Linked DNA regions of Oncorhynchus mykiss: region 2 is linked to region 1. A link is a contact called in public Hi-C data. All regions are on one chromosome and are shown on one strand. Each heading gives the region's core, a stretch centred on a gene start, on an enhancer-like site or on the middle of the called end of the contact. The rest is flanking DNA. Distances are from core to core; before and after follow the strand shown.

Region 1 (2,604 bases), core at 67-2,566:
CAGTGCCTTAGACCTCTGCACCACTTGGGAACCAAAGGGGTACAGGTTAGTTGAGGTAATTTGTACATGTCGGTAGGGGTATAGTGACTATGCATAGATAATACACAGCGAGTAGCAGCAGTGTATAAACAAGGGAAGTGAGGGTTTGTCAATGCAAATAGTCCGGGTAGCCATTTGATTAATTGTTCAGCAGTCTTATGACTTGGGGGTAGAAGGTGTTAAGGAGCCTTTTGGACCTAGACTTGATGCTCCGGTACCGCTTGCCATACAGTAGCAGAGAGAACAGTCTATGACTTGGGTGACTGGAGTTTTTGACAATATTTTGGGCCTGACACCGCCTAGTATTTAGGTCCTGGATGGCAGGAAGTTTGGTCCCAGTGATGTACTGGGCTGTAAGCACTACCCTCTGTAGCTCCTTACGGTCGGGTGCCGAGCAGTTGCCATACCAGGTGGTGATGCAACCGGTCAGGATGCTCTCGATGGTGCATCTGCAGAGCATTTTCAGGATCTGGGGACCCATGCCAAGTCTTTTCAGTCTCCTGGGGGGAGTGCACTCTTCACAACTTTTTTGGTATGTTTGGACCATGATAGTTTGTTTGTGATGTGGACACCAAGGAACTTGAAAGTCTCGTTCTGCGCTCTTTTCCTGTAGTCCATGATCATCTCCTTTGTCTTGCTCACGTTGAGGGAGAGATTGTTGTTCTGGCACCATACTGCCAGGTCTCTGACATCCTCCCTATAGGCTGTCTCATCATTGTTGATGATCAGGCCTACATGTCGTCAGCAAACTTAATGATGGTGTTGGAGTCGTGCTTGGCCGCACAGTCGTGGGTAAACAGGGAGTAGAGGAGGGGACTAATGTAGTGTTGTTGTTCGGCTGGAGACATAGCTGTGTAAACCTGCTACATACAGTAAGTATATATTTTTTATTTTAATTCTCACTGATATGAAAAATAAGTACCATATGTTTTCGAAACCCTTATAGCAAGCAATGATTATTGAAACGAGCGTCGGGGATTGGAGTTCACATGGTCCCACCGGTAAGCAGTGCTTCCAGCTGAGAATCCTTGGGATAAGGCAGAATGCCTTAATGACTTGGGTTCTGGAGAGCAAAGTAAATCTGAAATCTAGACCTTTGATAAGCAACGTGTTAGCAGAATTTAGCTGATACTTAACAGCAGTTAGCTGAAACCACCATATTTTCCTTGTACTGTATATTAGCTCACACAATACTTTCCATTCAGTACAGTGTGTGGCATTATCGATACTGTAAACCCGAGCTTGGTTACGTGCTCGTTACCGATGTTTCACGTGATGACGTAGCCTTGCCTTGCCTGTTGGTCTTTCAGAGTTGGCGACGGGAACAGCAAAAATGGCCTTAACCCTGCCTGTGTGTATGAATATTTGGAGAAGATGACGACGACGACGATGAGCCCAATAACTTATTTGAACACCAAAGTGTCTTCAGTAAACACCTAAATATTGCTTAGGGTGACTAACATATCGTGACCACCAGCGAAAAAGAGGAAACAAAAGACCACAAGCAGCGGCATTTTTATTTTGTGTTGCTGGTGGTGGCGCTAACCAACGTTAGCTATGGAGGATATAAACTCAAACATCAACGCGGACTTAGAGGTGCGGAAACTACAGGACTTGGTAAAGAAACTCGAACAACAAAACGAGCAGCTCCGTAGTCGGTCTTCGTCTGGAGCAGTGTCAGGGAACCATAGACCCCATAGTGCAGGATACGACTCTCGTTTATCAGCCGCCTCAGCGGCGGGGCTGGCCGGCTTCCCTGGGGTGGGGTTCGGCGGAACTGGCTATGGAGGGATTTTGGAAAACTCCCGTTGTTTGAGTCCCAGACTGTCATATGATGGCATCAGTTTCAGGAGAGCATATGAGGGCGAGGGGGCATCGGCTGCCACCTCTTTCACTGGCACCAATTCCTATTTTACTGACGCAGGGGAAACACTGGGTTTTATGGATGAAGGGGAAACTTCTATATTGGATGAAGTAGAAATCCTCGATCTCGAAGACATGGATTGTCTTCATGAAGATCAAGACAGCTGGTGAGTGATACAACACGATTACACCATCTGTAATTCAAGTAGTTTGAGGGCTGTGCCAGAACACAACAGCACGCCCTAATGCATTTGGCTACCAGTCAACCAGTGTACCTGTGCGCCCATATATGTGGCACCTCAAAAGCCGAGCGCAGCTGTTCCAGACATTAGCTGTCTACGATGACAACCGCCTGGGAGGTAAATAATTATCGCTGAAATTACTGCATAGGAATGTACCGCATGGTCATGTTCTAAATACAATAATCGCCGGCCACAGACACTGAGGTCATCACACACACTGCAGACAGATTGTCTGTCGTTCATTGTTGATTAGTGAGTGAGTGAGGGGTGGTGGTTGGAATGAAAACCAAATGGAAAGGGGATCACATGTGTGAACTGTCAAACCACCCCCTGCTCTTGTCACGTTACATACTCGTCAATGATATATTACTGGAACTTGGCATTCATTGTTCTGTGGTTGTTGCTCATGTGCTTTAATTAATCACAGCCCTTTATTATTAGGCCTTAATCATAACATTTC
Region 2 (2,604 bases), core at 59-2,558, 150 kb after region 1:
CCCAAGCCCACCCAACCCCATCCGACCTTACACTTTAGGACCTTTAATCATACGATTTTTGTAAAGGTCATCTAGGTGAAAATCAGATTTTTTCAAAATGCAAGACTCTTTAAAAGCTTTGGTCACCGACTTGACAAATGATTTGCTCAAACGAGCCCAACTATTTCAATCTGGAGCAAGTGTTGGTCTTGAGGCTTTGTTGTGTCTGGACCGGGCGTGCTAGTTGTCAGAGCCGAGGGTTGCACCGAGGGTCAGGATAAAGATGAGTCTGTGATGGTAGGAGTGACATTTTTGGAAAAAAGTGGACCCTTGCCTTTTGGCTTATCCATTTGTGGTTTCAGGGTGGTTGAAAACAGAGTTGGGTGCTGTGGAATCGGTGAAGGTAACCAGAAGTGGTCTTGTGATAATTGTTTGTGTTTCTGCTGATCAGAGGGTGCAGGCGCTGCACATTAAACAAATGGGGACAAGAGATGCGAGTTGTTTTGCACTCAAGAAAAGGGCACCATTGAAAGGAGTGATTACATGGTAGCGGTAAATGTGAAAGTTGACCAACCGAAGGGGAAGATTCCCAGTGTTTGTCATGCACATCATTTGTTGCGACTTAGACAGGATGGCGTAAGAGTTGTTGTGTGTTCTTTTGTGTTTTGATGTTGAGCCGTTGCTGGACAAAGTGATGTTACAGGATATCTTATATACTCTAGGAACTTTTGTGCCGAATACATTACATTGTTACAGGTGTCAAGCTTATGAGCATGTGGAAACAGTGTGTAGGAGGAGGTTCCTAGGTGTTAGAAGTGTGCAGAAGGGCATGAGACAAAGGAATGTGTAACATTGGGGAAAGTAGTGGTATGTGTTAATTAAACGGGTGCCCATGGGGCTGGGGATCAGAAATGTCCAGTGTGAGAGAGGCAGGTGGAGGTTTCCAGGGTTAGAGTAGCACAGAAGTTGTCGTATGCTGAGGCAGTGAAGAAAGTAGAGGAAGATGGGTCAAGGGGGAGGGATCCTGAGAGGAGTGGTGTGAGTAGTAGATCTGTACCAGTATAGAGGGATAGGCCAACAAGTCATTTCAGGCTATTGGACTGAGATAGGACTATATATAGTTAAATAGTGGAGTTGGGTGGTGAGTGTGTAGTGTTAGATGGTAGAGTATTTGTTTATTTATTTGAATTATTTATTTATTTATTTTCAAGCAATGCATAAGGGAAGTATACTCCAGTCTAGTAGGTGGCAGTAATGCAACATTTATTGGATGTCAACCGCCGTTAAACCTCACCGAAGAAGAAGACTGGGCACGCTTCTTTACGCGTGACGTCTACACTCAGGTTTTGCGTAAGGCAATCGCCTTCTGATTTCAACAGCTTCCCTGCTTTGAGGCAGAGAGCTTGGAGGTCATTTTTGAAGTTTCAATTGTTTCCCCTGTTACACATGCACATAACCTCGAAATAATGGTGTAGCAAATTTTTCTCCTCACTTCAATTTATTTTCTAGTCATGTCACAAACGTCAATGGGATTCACTGATCAACAACAACAAGGGGCTCAGGTACAGTAACAAGCTAACAGTAGCTAGCTAACCGCTAGTTAGCGTTCTGCGGATTAGCTTGCAAGTTAAAGTAAAATGGCTTGCCAAACAAACAGTTTTCCCAAGCTAGCTACAACAACACTGTATAGTCGCTAACTGAAACATGAGTAATTAGCAAGTTAATCAAGTAGTACTGTAGTAATACTATCGTCGATAACGCTACTACGCGATGCAAAGTATTTTGCTAAAGTTCGCATTTCAACCCCTCCACTCACTAACAGTAGACGACTGGCGTATGTAGTGCAGTGGAAAAGTAGAACACGACAGAGTTGAGTTTAATCTGCTATGTATATGTTATCTAGCTAATTACAATTGCTACATTTCTGTACCCTATATAACAGAGTCAAGTTGGGGCACCCTACATTCCCACGGAGGATGAGAAGAGAGTGTTTCGGGAATGCAACCAAGAGAGCTTTTGGTACAGATGTAAGTCATACTACAACATAAGGATGTGTTCCAAATAGCACCCTATTCCCAAGCCCTAATCATGACTCTGTTTCATTACACGTAAGTCATTGGACTAAGGCGTCTTCTGTACAGGGAGTTTTAAGAGCATGATGCTCTGTCTAAAAATTAACACGCATTGCTTGCAATATGTTTCTGGAAGCATGAAAGCCCATTTATGCTCTGGCAATGCGAAATGGAAGGTCCATACCAAGCATTTGACGCAACCGCGGTGCCTCCGGATGCTTGTAGAGGCCAAATCAGCTGCGTACTGCATTGCGCCGTGCGTCACAAATGTTGTAACGATGCAGAGGGATCCGTAATAGAGTTCTGCTATCCGACTCGACAGGCCCCGACGTTATAAATGGAGTTAAGGCTAGGTATCACTGAATTGATCACTAACATTCTGAAGCTGAGCTGCATTTACGGCCTCTGCAGAAGTCAAGGCATTCATGCTTCGCAGAGCTGTTGTGAAGGAAGTTGGTGTTTATTCAGTAACTCACACCCCCACTTACCGTCAACCAATCATGTAAATGCAGAGCTATACAGAGCCCGCCGCATTTTTAAACAGTTTTGGAGG

The links. A called contact is a pair of places that touch in the nucleus more often than the background predicts.
Region 2: a contact with region 1 is called in a Hi-C map of blood, with 4 times the contacts expected there. The contact joins the promoter of ociad1 here to the promoter of slain2 in region 1. A contact is called at or near these places in 2 of 3 Hi-C or Micro-C datasets (blood and liver).

What each region holds. Positions count from the first base shown.
Region 1 is chr5:73,805,637-73,808,240 of USDA_OmykA_1.1, forward strand. slain2 (SLAIN motif-containing protein 2) reads left to right here and starts at 1,317. Exons shown (of 10, transcript XM_021604293.2): 1 at 1,317-2,069. The coding sequence starts at 1,597.
Region 2 is chr5:73,954,358-73,956,961 of USDA_OmykA_1.1, forward strand. ociad1 (OCIA domain-containing protein 1) reads left to right here and starts at 1,309. Exons shown (of 9, transcript XM_036978377.1): 1 at 1,309-1,541; 2 at 1,922-2,006. The coding sequence starts at 1,491.